3 separate regions of the Sus scrofa genome follow, and all the other regions are linked to region 2. The links are chromatin contacts, called in public Hi-C and HiChIP or PLAC-seq maps. All regions are on one chromosome and are shown on one strand. Each heading gives the region's core, a stretch centred on a gene start, on an enhancer-like site or on the middle of the called end of the contact. The rest is flanking DNA. Distances are from core to core; before and after follow the strand shown.

Region 1 (3,536 bases), core at 841-3,340, 110 kb after region 2:
CCACAAGTGCGGCCCTAAAAAGCAAAAAAATGAAAAAAAAAAAAAAAGCCCCCAAATTGAAAAAAAAAAGTGCTTCCCACTATTTGGGGGGAGGGGGGACAGGTTCAGATATGGACTCCTTGCAGCCTCAAGGAGGCTAGAGCCCCATGCAGTGAGCTCCCATTGCAGCAGTCTGGACTCTTTTTTTTTTTTTGTCTTTTTGCCTTTTCTAGGGCCGCTCCCGCGGCATATGGAGATTCCCAGGCTAGGGGTCTAATCAGAGCTGTAGCCACCAGCCTACGTCAGAGCCACAGCAACGGGGATCCGAGGTGCATCTGCAACCTACACCACAGCTCATGGCAATGCCAGATCCTTAACCCACTGAGCGAGGCCAGGGATCAAACTCGCAACCTCATGATTCCTAGTCAGATTTGTTAACCACCGAGCCACAACGGGAACTCCATCCTTTCCTTTTTTTTTTTTTTTTTTTTTTTTCCTTTTTTCAATGCCTGTACCCTTGGCATATGGAAGTTCCCGGGCCAGGGATTGAATCCCAGCTCCAGCTGTAACCTAAGCTGCAGCTGGCAACACCAGATCCTTTTTAACCACACTGCACTGGGCTGGGGATCAACTATTGCTGCTACAGCAACCTGAGCCAATGCAGTTAGATTCTTAATCCACTTTGCCACAGTGGGAACTCCAGTCTTGACTCTTTATCCCAGTGTGATATATATTTTCATTTTCTGTGAGCCATGCTGTGAAAAAGTTTGAGAAACACCATATTGTAGCATGGCATCTAGTCAAAGGAAAAAGAAGTGTTGACCCCACACTAAGAACTAGGAGAGGGCTGTACTCTGCATGTTCTCTGGGGCTTAGAAACTGCTTCGGGGGCCTCCTGTTTAAATTTGCCTGAGTTGTTTCCCATCTTTTTTTTTTTTTTGACAAGCTCTGGAGCTTTCAGGTGATTTGGCCTTTGCAGATGTCTGCCTGGGGATGAGGCTTGGTTAATCCAATTCAGTAACAGGTGAACTTCCTGTACTTTAAGCTGTGTTTTCCCCCAGTGGGTAGTCAACACAGATCTCCTCTCCAACCTTCCTGCCTGAGACTTTAAGCACATGTTTGCTGGACCTTGTGAAAGCAAACAATATAAGACTGGATACTTATGTGAACATTGTTTCCCAAATATATAACCTCACGATTGCAATGCTCTAAACTGGTGCATTTTTTGTGCCATCTTCTTGGCTCCTTTATTAGCAAATTAACATTTTGCCGGGAGCTTAAGACATTGTTTTTTTCGCAATTAAAATATTGAAAGAATTCACCCGGAAAACCACCTAGGCCCAGCACATTTTCCAAGCTGTGGTTCCTTTGATTTTAAAGGAATATTCACTTTCTTGTTTGTCAGTTTATTCAAATGTTGGAGAGAGAGTCCCGAGATAGTAACAAAAGCTAACTCTCCTTTACACTTCTCCTGTGTCCTGTTTCACAGTACAACCTCATCTAATTCTGAGAGGCAATCTCTGAGTCCCACTTCTCAGGTGAGAAACCACAAGTGAAAATTTAGAAAACCCTGTGGAACTTCAGCAATCAATAACAAAATAGAAGTCCTGGCCAGGACCTGGTCCATGAGGCTGCAGCCTGCGACCTTTGACGGTCCCAAGAAGTAACCGTAAGACCTTTGAGGTCCAGGTAAGAGGAGAACAGGGACCCAGAGCCTTTCCAGAAAGTAGAGGTTGGAGCTCAAGAAAGCCAGGGTCAGGGACGCTTCCTCACCCACAGGGTTGTGATGACCAAGAAGGAGTCAGAGGGCATGGGCCTCGCAGGCAGCCACTCCGCCCTACCAGGCGGCTAGCCGCCGGGCCCCTCGCATCCCTGGGCGCTCGGAAGTGGCGCGGACCCGGGAGCGAGCCACGTGACGCCCCTGCCCCTCGAAGCTCCGCCCCCGCCCCGCCCCGAAGCTCCGCCCCCGCGGACCCCCCAGGGCCTTGTGCTTCTGGCGGCGACCGTTGTCCAGGCCGTTGGTGCAGCGCGTGGCTTTCCGGAAGCCTCGAGGCTTGGTCGGGCGGCGGGGGCGCGGGGCCGGAGCGGAGCGCGCCCGCGGCGGCGGCGTCCTGGCTCGGGGGTCGGCGCGCTGACTGGGCGCGCAGGCTCCGCGGTGCGGACCCGGGGAGGAGGCGCGGTCCCGGGGAGGCGGCCTTGCCCGGGACTCCGTTTTCTCCCGCAAAGTTCCTAGCGACGGGGGGACCAGGCCCCGGGCGGCCAGCCTGGCGCGAGGAAGATGCTCGAGGTGCTGGTGCTGAAGGTGAGCGAGCGCGGAGCCCCGGGCCCGGCCTTTCACTCGTTCCCCGCGCTGGGTCCGCGTCGGGAAGAGACCGCAGCCCCCTTCATTTCCGATAAACAACGGGAAGTTTTAGTTCGAGGTGCCCCGTGCGGTATTTGGGACATGCTTCGAGTAAAAGTTACTCGTTGTTTTCCAAAATTAAGGTGTAACTAGGTGTCCTGTGTTTAGAACCTCGGGAGTGGCCAGGGAGAACGGATTCTGACCTCTTCGCCCACACACCTGGTCCTGGGTCCGTGCTAAGAGAGGACCCCCTCGCCACCCTCCGCATCCCCCCTCCCCGGCCGGGGACGTGTTCCTCTCCCCCAGCGTGGACCCCCAACCCCTTTGGCCAGGGCTGGGGGTGACTTGTATCTCCCCTCCGAACACTCGGCCCGTCCCGGCTTCCCTCGTGGGGACCCCTGCCGGCTTTGACCGCCCGGACTCTGGCGGCCACCCCTTCTCCACGCGGGGCGCCTCGGGGCTCGCACCGTGCTCGGAGCCCCGCGAGGGCGGCGGGGTCTCGCCCCAGACGGGGACTTGTGAAGCGGTCCCGACAGCTGTTGCTGCTTATTTGAGTCAAGGGGCGTGCTCTTTAATGATGCCTGAGACTGCAAAGGCTTGGTGTTCACATGCATACTTCGAGGAAGGCGTTTACAAACCATGCAAAGGGGTGGGTTTGGGATCCTGGGAAGAGGAAATACAAATAACTGTAAAAAGAAAACAAAAAACATAGTTCAAGCTGTGGCGCAGTGGGTTAAGGATCTGGCGTTGCTGCAGCTGTGGCTGGAATTCCATCCCTGGCCTGGGAACTTCCATATGCCCCAGGTGTGTCCAAATAAGTAAATAAGTTAAAAAAAAAAATGAGGAGTTCCCGTCGTGGCGCAGTGGTTAACGAATCCGACTAGGAACCATGAGGTTGTCGGTTCGGTCCCTGCCCTTGCTCAGTGGGTTAACGATCTGGCGTTGCCGTGAGCTGTGGTGTAGGTTGCAGACGTGGCTCAGATCCTGCGTTGCTGTGGCTCTGGCGTAGGCCGGTGGCTACAGCTCCGATTCAACCCCTGGCCTGGGAACCTCCATATGCCGCGGGAGCGGCCCAAGAAATAGCAACAACAACAACAACAATAACAACAACAACAAAAGACAAAAAAAAAAAAAATGAAATAAAAAGATCCTACTTCAGTGGGCAGAGTGATGGCATTAAAAACAAAAACAAAGCCAAAACTCAACCTTCCTGCTC
Region 2 (3,886 bases), core at 670-3,169:
GTGGCTCTGGCATAGGCCGGTGGCTGCAGCTCCGATTCGACCCCTAGCCTGGGAACCTCCATATGCCGCGGGAGCGGCCCAAAGAAATAGCAAAAAGACAAAAAAAACCCAATTTATCGTTGTTTTATTTGTTTGTCTTTTCTAGGGCTGCACCCTTGGCATATGGAGGTTCCCAGGCTAGTAGTGGTCAAATTGGAGCTGTAGCTGCCGGCCTATGCCAGAGGCCAGAGCCTTAGCAACTAGGTATCCGAGCCTTGTCCGAGACCTACACCACAGCTCATGGCAACGCCGGATCCTTAACCCACTGAGCAAGGCCAGGGATCGAACCCACATCCTCATGGTTCCTAGTCGGATTCGTTAACCACTGAGCCACGACGGGAACTCCTAATTTAACTTTTAAACTTTTAAATATTTGATTCATTGAGAACATGTTTTTGATCTAGGGAATGAGTTTAGAATCCTTGTGTCTGCTGACCTGGCTGTCTCCTCCCCACCCAAGGCTGACCTGTGTGAGTGGGAGTCACAGGACCCATCACATCACCCACTGCATGACTGTCCACAGTGGATCTCAAAACATGACACCCTGAAACAGAAGACAAGACTCCAGACTGCCATTTTCACAATCTCTCCCCGCAAAAATCTTGTCTGTTCGCATATTAAAGAGAAGCCATCCTTAATGGTTAAGAATGTCAAATTCAAAGCACATGAATTCTTTATACCCAAGAGTTATGTGTCAATGTTCACCACAGCATCATTCACGAGAACCAATAAGAGGAAACACCTCGAGTGATGAATAAAGGAAATGTGTTTTAAAAAAATATATATAACAAAATATTATTCACCCTTAAAAAGGAAGAAAATGCTAACACATGCTACAACATGGAGGAAATAATCTAGTCACAAAAGGACAAACGTTGTATGATCCCACTTATGGGGGTACCTACAATGGGCAAATTCATAGAATGGTTTAAGGGCTAAGGTAGAAAGGATTGAGGAGTTGTTATTTATAGGGTATGGATTCAGTTTTACAAGATGAAAAGAGTTCTAAAGATTACACAAGGTGAATGTATTTAACACTCCTGAACTGCGCCCTTAAAAATGGTTCAAATAGTCAATTTTATATATTGCCACAACTGAAAAAAACAACACATGCCACCAACTTCTCCACTCCAAAGGCCTGCTTTTACCTCCAGGGAGGTGTGTGTGTGTGTGTTGGTGGGAGGAGTGTCAGGCGTGTACCAGAGTTCACACCACATTCCACACACCACCACATCCCACAGCCCCTCCTCCAACCTCTCAGGTAAGGCCTGTTTTAACTCCTTTTGTTTGTTGGGTTTTCTTAAGCTACATATTTAAGTTCCCCAACCAGGGATCAAACCTGGGCCTCAGCAGCCACCCCAAGCGCTGCAGTCGAATGCTTAACGTACTGCGCCACAGTGGGAACTCTTGGCTTCTTAATAGCAAGGTGACCAGGGAGTCTTTACTTGCTCCAGCGCCCCCCAACCTATTTTAAATGTAAATTTAATATTTTTGAGCAAATTTAACAATTGTGCAACCATCACCACCATCCAGGTTTAGGACCTTTCCATCACTCCTTTCTAAGCGCCCGGATCCTTATCTGATGGAGATGATAGGAGCCTAGCGCATTGTAAGCCACCAACAAATTTTACCCACTATTACGCTTGTTGATGATGGCCTGTTTCTAGGTTATTATCTTTCCCTGCAAGGGGCCGGATTCTAGCTCGGACGGGGCCGGCACGCGTAGAGCACAGATTTGCAGAAGAGACGTGGGACCGGAGAAGGAATGCCCCGCGCAGCGATTCTGCCCGGTGCCTCACCGCCTGCGATCGTGGAATCGGGCCTCTCCCCGCGCCCTGGCTGGGGCTGGAGGCGTGGCTTCGGGTTGGATTGGTGATGCCTGGGCGCTGCGGGCGCCTGCGCAGTGGTGAGGGCCGCGCGCGCGCGCCGAGGGGCAGCCGGAGTTCTGAGTGGGCCAAAGCGTGGTTGCGGCTGCTCGCCCGGGACGGCCGCACCATGGCTGAGGAGGAGCTCGAGGCGCTGAGGAAGCAGAGGCTGGCCGAGCTGCAGGCGAAGCATGGGGTGAGCGCGCCGGCCGCCCGCCAGGCCCGTCCCCTGCGGGGCGCCGCCCTCGCCCGAAGCGGAGGGCGCGGCCCCGGGCGGAGGCTGCAGGCGCCGCAGCCCGCGCTCTTCCCAGGGGCCGAGGACCCCGCCTCCGCTCACCCGCGGACTCCGGGGTGGTTCGGCTCCACTCCGCGGCACAGGGGTTCGGGCGGCACGCGGACCACGTGTTGTCCCGGGCGGGTCTGGCGCAGGCCTCTGCTGGGCAGGGAGTCGGTCTCCTCAGGGCCGGCATTGGTCCCAAGCAGAATGCTCAGCCCGTCGGGGTTCGGTGCCTCTAGCTCTTGAATCTAGCCTTGAATCTAGCCCTTCTAGCCGAATATTTTCTAGAATTCAGTTTTTCCGACCCAAGTGCTCGACAAACATTTTTTGAGGGTCTGCTCTGTGCCAGGTGCTGAAGCTGTAGCGGGCCCAGGGACGGGTCCAGGGAGGAGCCAGACACTGAACTCTAGTACCGTTTTTAAAACGCCTTAATCTTGAAAAGAGGGGGGGAGTAGCGTTTTAGGGATGGAGCGGGATGGTCTGGAAGGAAGCGCTGTTTGAATTATCAACGTCCCCAATACCAAATCACAATTTTCCTTTCCAGAAATTATCCTTACCACATGAAATACGGTTTCATAGTACAGAGGCTCTTCTCCCTAATGGTTGTTTGTATCCTAAAACATTCTATTGGATTGTGACTTTAGAAGGTTATCAGAACGTGTAGTAAGTGGAAGCTAAGCTTTATTATTTTATTGTTTTATTTTTTATATTTATTGCCATCTCTACCACCGCAGGAGCCTGTTAGGCATCAGAAACAATCTAGAACCGTTCCTGTTTTGTTTTTTTTTTCTCCCCTCTATGAGATAACAAACAGTTCCTATTTTTCTTCCTCCGTGAAATTCCTAAAAGATAAAATTATTTTTTCAGGATCCTGGTGATGCAGCACAACAGGAAGCAAAGCACAGGTATGAGCTGGAACTTTGAGTTTTTTAATGTAGTAGCTCCTTTTAAATTAAGTTAACGAGTAATAGACACAACATTAGTTTTAGGTGTACAACATAATCATTTCCTGTTTGTATATATTGTGAAATGATCCCCCCATAAGTCGAGTGAACATCTATTACCATACATATAATTTTTTTCTTGTGATGAGAACTTTTTTTACTGTCTTAGCAACTTTCAAATACACAGTATTTTTTAAACTTTTTTTTTTTTTTTTTTTTGTCATGCTCTCAGCATGTGGAAGTTCCCTGGCCTGGGACTGAACCTGTGGCACAGCAGTGACCCAAGCCACTGCAGTAGCCAAGCTGGATCCTTGGATCCTTAACCCCATGTGCTGCAAGAAAACTCCTACAATATAGTATTATTAACTCTAGTCATCATGCTGTGTACTACATCCCCATGACTTATTTATAACTGGAAGTTTACTTTTTGACAGCCTTCACCCATTTTGCCCACCTCTCAACTCACCTCTTGCTCTATTCTCTGTGTCCATGGTAACTCTGAACTTTTTGAAAGATGGTTTCACCAAAAAAGTGGGGTTTTTTTACTTTCGTTCTTTTAATAGATGTGTGAATGTTAAAGTTTTTCCTTGCATACTGATTTTTGCAGAAATCGTTGTTGCTGTTAGTTAACTAAATACACATGTATAGAACCCAGTAACACATATGACCTATATGGCAATCACATATGACAATCACTGATTGATGTTTTTCTGCTAAAATTTGTTGATGTTTGCGTCCCCGCTAAACTGTAATTGCCTTAA
Region 3 (4,035 bases), core at 1,149-3,648, 76 kb after region 2:
AGAGCTCACCCAAGGTGTCTCCCCAGCTTCAGAGCCCCAACCATTTTCCTCCTACTAGAGCCTAGAATAAATATCTACTCCCATTCCCATCCTGCCATTCCCCCTCTGAGGGCTACAGGGCCTGCCTCCTGACCCCCAGGAAACCTGTCCACTTGGAAGACAACAAAGTGAGCTTTCCAACACTGCAATCTGTGCAGGAGTCTTCAGACTTCCCTTCCACTCCCAACCAAATGAACTCTCAACTTCTCAGCCTGGCACAGAGAACCTCTCACTCCTGGCCTTCTGCCCGCCTCTGCAAGCCTCACCTCCCTCAGCTGTCCCCAGAGCTCCCCAAAGAGACAGGCTCTCCTTCCGTCTACCCATTTTGTCCTAAAAATGACTCTTCCTCTGTCAAGGCCCCATTTGGCCCATAGATGCCTGAGACCGTCCACCGCAAAGAACGGCCAAGTGGAGTTCCCTTGTGGCGCAGCCAGTTAAGGATCCAGTGCTGTCACTGCAATGGCTCTGGTCACTGCTGTGTGGTGGGTTTGAGCCCTGGCCCCAGGACTTCCACATGCCTCAGGTATGGCCAAAAAGAAAAAAAAAAAAAAAGGGAAAAGAAAAGAAGAATGTCCAAGGGCCAGAGTACCACCTAACCCTGGCCACAAATTGCCATCCAAACAACTGATTAAAGGACAAACTGCTGAATGAGAGTGAGCCCTGAGCCCAGCACTCTGGACTCCTACGGCTACCTCAACACCAGGCTGGGCAAGGCAGCCTAAAAACATAAATATCCTGCTAATGATCTGCTCTTCTTTAGGGCTGGTGGGAGAGTGCATTTTTTTTGTTTGTTTGTTTTGGTTTTTTTGTTTGTTTGTTTTTTTGCTATTTCTTCGGCCGCTCCCACGGCATATGGAGGTTCCCAGGCTAGGGGTCGAATCAGAGCTGTTACTGCTGGCCTACGCCAGAGCCACAGCAACGCGGGATCTGAGCCGTTTCAGCAACCTACACCACAACTCATGGCAACGCCGGATCCTCAACCCATTGAGCAAGGGCAGGGACCGAACCTGCAACCTCATGGTTCCTAGTCGGATTCGTTAATCACTGAGCTACGACGGGAACTCCGAGGGTGCATTTCTTAATCAAAATAGAGGCTTCTCTTGGAGTTCCCTAGCATCTCAGCCAGTTAAGGATCCATAGTTGTCACTGGTGTGTCTCAGGTCACTGCCCTGATGCAGGTTCCATCCCTGGCCAGGAAACCTCCACGTGCCAGAGGCACAACAACAATAACAAACACCTTTCTCCCTGAAATCCACAAACCTGGAAAATCCCAGACCACATGGCAAATTAGTAGTCCCTACAGTCACCCCTGCCCATCATTCCCTGAATATCCCAACTCCTCAATGAAGAAACGCTTCTTGCTCTGGTGGTCCTGCACCGATGGGGAGTGCCCACGTCCCCATTAGTGGCCAGAGCGGCATGGCCTGGCTGGTGCGCCTATGGGCAATCCATTTTCAACGAAAAGAACTGAAAAGATTCAGAGTCTGGAACACCTCAGGGTGGTTAAGAGTTTTCCTGTAGTAATCTTTACCAGGCAGGAAGAGGAGACCCCGCGCCATGAGGCAGGCAAGCAGGGATACCCTCCTCTCTCCCTCGCGCTTTCATCATCCCAGGTACCACAACTGCCCGCGGCCCGAGGTTCCGGACCCCCACCCACGGCCTCCCATCCAATCGCCCGGCCAGATCTCCCTTAAACCACAGACGCCTCCAGAGAGCGACAACCCTGCCCACGGCCCCCAAGTCTGAGCTCCCGGGATCCCGGATCTACGGACCTGTCCTGAAGACGTGGGGTCAGAGGGCGCATTCTTCGCCAACCCCACCCCTTCCTTGCCCCGCAAACATACAAGAGAGGCAGAGCTGCGGACGGGACGAGGAGAGTGCGGAAGGGCAGTCCACCGGACGACGCGCCGGGGCTTTGGGGGCTGCCAGCAGAGCGTGGGGCGCCGGCGGAGGAGAGGAACGAGCCCCTCCCCCTTCCCGCTCCGGGGCCCCGCCCGGCCTCCGGGCCCGGAGGCGCAGCCAGCCGGAGGGAAGGGAGGCGCGGGAGGAGACAGGCAGGAGGACACTTACTTAAAAGGCTACATAGTTTCACTTTCTGCCCTTCCCGGAGCGAAGCCAACACCTGCCGGCCCCTCGGTTCGGACCTCAGGGACCACCACCCAGCGCCACGGCTCTGCTCCACCGCCCACCCCCTTACTACGCCGTTGGGCGGGTCCGCGCCTAAGGCCCCTGGTCAGCCCAATGAGAAGCCGTCTTTATTCAGAGTGACGTGTGCGCAGAGCAATCACTGAGTCCGCCCAGCCGGGGGTGGAGCTCACCTCGGCTCACAGCACTTCCTACTTAGGCTGGACAAGCCCAGAGCCGTCGACTGCGCGTGCCCGGAACGGGAGGGGGCGGGGCCGAGAGCAGATCTGACACAAGAGGTGGGGCCCAAGCTCCGCTGCGGGAAAGACGGTGGAGCCGGGACGGTGAGGTCCGGGAGCCGTCCCGCCCAGGTGACCACCCTTTACTGCTTGCTTTGGAGGATAAAGGTGCCCAGTCCTACGAGGCATTCCACTCTCGTCGCTGGCAGGGTCTAAGAGTCAGAGTCCCTGAGTTCTAGCCCCTTCACTTGCATTAACGTCGCGTGACCTAGACCCCCCCTTTTTAAATCTGAGCCTCAGTTTCCCCTTCCGCAAAATAGAAGAGGGTTGGATCTGTCAAGTGCTAATATTCCAGACCGTAATGGGGTTCGGAGAAGGGGGAGATGAGGGGCCTACACGTGACCTCCCCGCGTGGGGCCCCGCCTATCCCTGGTCCCGGGGATGGAAGCGCCTAGCGAAGACCGGCGGGGTGGGCGGATCCTAAGAAACCCGACCCGGCCGCCCTTAGCAGCGGCTAAGGCGGATCGCGAGGCTCCGCAGCCGGCTAGCCCTGGCTAGGGTACTGGAGGAGGATGGGGACCGCAACTTGGACTTCGCAGGTGGCTACTATGGAGGCGATGGCTGCGCAGAGATTGGGCGTGTAACTAGGAGGGCACCTGGGGAAGATGTAGCGGGCGGTAGACTGCTAACAGGGCTCCCTCTCCGCGCCAACCCGCAGAAGCGCACGTCGTGTGTCCTGAGTGGCTCTGTCGACCGAAGCTGCCGCGCCAAGCTCCCCTCAAGCCATGAGGAGTGCGCGGGCCGCCCGGCCCGGAGACGCCGTCGGGGCTGGCTGCGTCCTGCTACGGTGAGGACGTGAGGCTGAGAGGGGCGCAGGCGGCTGGGCTGCGCGGGAGAGCAGCGCCATGGCGAAGGAGGAGTGCAAAGCGCTACTGGACGCGCTCAACAAGGCGACCGCATGCTACCACCACCTGGTGCTGACCATTGGCGGCTCAGCGGACTCGCAGAACCTACGAGAGGAGCTGCAGAAGACACGACGGAAGGCGCAGGAGCTGGCGGTGACCATCCGCGCCCAGCTGACTGCCCCGCTGCGCGACCGGGGCCTGGGTGCAGAGGAGCGCGCCGAGTTCGAGCGCCTCTGGGTGGCTTTCTCCGGCTGCCTGGACCTCCTGGAAGCTGACATGCGGCGTGCGCTGGCCCTGGGCACCGAGTTTCCTCTGCACGCGCCGCGGCGGCCGCTCGTGCGCACCGGGATGGAAGGCGGCGCGACGGGCGTAGCGGCGCGCGCCCTGAGCGTCCGCAGCCTGCGGCACGAAGCGGAGCGGGACTTCGACGTGGAAGACCTGCACCAGCTGGAGCGGGAGATCCTTCAGGTGGGCGAAATGATCCAGGACATGGAGATGAAAGTCAACGTGCCCCGCTGGACCGTGCAGGCCCGGCAGGTGGCGGGCGCCGAGCTCCTCTCTAGCGCTAGCGCGGGCGTGTCCTCTGTGGGCGGCGTGTCCGTAGAACAACGCACCGGGCCCTGCGACCTGAGCAAGGCCCTGGCTGCCACCATCTTCAGCGCCGTGCTGCTGGCGGCTGTGGCCTTGGCCGTGTGCGTGGCGAAGCTGAGCTGACCTGCACCCGACGG

The links. A called contact is a pair of places that touch in the nucleus more often than the background predicts. HiChIP or PLAC-seq counts read pairs in DNA pulled down with a chosen protein or histone mark.
Region 1: a contact with region 2 is called in an H3K27ac HiChIP or PLAC-seq map of skeletal muscle. The contact joins the promoter of TDRD12 here to the promoter of PDCD5 in region 2. A contact is called at or near these places in 1 of 5 promoter capture datasets (fetal liver), 3 of 47 Hi-C or Micro-C datasets (adipose tissue, blood and omental adipose tissue) and 1 of 2 datasets of contacts at active chromatin or transcription factors (skeletal muscle).
Region 3: a Hi-C map of skeletal muscle shows a contact between it and region 2, with 4 times the contacts expected there. The contact joins the promoter of RGS9BP here to the promoter of PDCD5 in region 2. A contact is called at or near these places in 3 of 47 Hi-C or Micro-C datasets (heart right ventricle, liver and skeletal muscle) and 2 of 2 datasets of contacts at active chromatin or transcription factors (alveolar macrophages and skeletal muscle).

The regions. Positions count from the first base shown.
Region 1 is chr6:42,587,494-42,591,029 of Sscrofa11.1, forward strand. It overlaps TDRD12 (putative ATP-dependent RNA helicase TDRD12), which reads left to right and starts at 2,091. Exons shown (of 33, transcript XM_021094274.1): 1 at 2,091-2,281. The coding sequence starts at 2,258.
Region 2 is chr6:42,481,734-42,485,619 of Sscrofa11.1, forward strand. PDCD5 (programmed cell death protein 5) reads left to right here and starts at 1,920. Exons shown (of 6, transcript XM_005655804.3): 1 at 1,920-2,100; 2 at 3,049-3,086. The coding sequence starts at 2,035.
Region 3 is chr6:42,557,661-42,561,695 of Sscrofa11.1, forward strand. It overlaps RGS9BP (regulator of G-protein signaling 9-binding protein), which reads left to right and starts at 2,399. Exons shown (of 2, transcript XM_021094272.1): 1 at 2,399-2,534; 2 at 3,121-4,035. The coding sequence starts at 3,308. The coding sequence ends at 4,021. It overlaps ANKRD27 (ankyrin repeat domain-containing protein 27), which reads right to left and starts at 2,266. Exons shown (of 28, transcript XM_021094271.1): 1 at 2,110-2,266.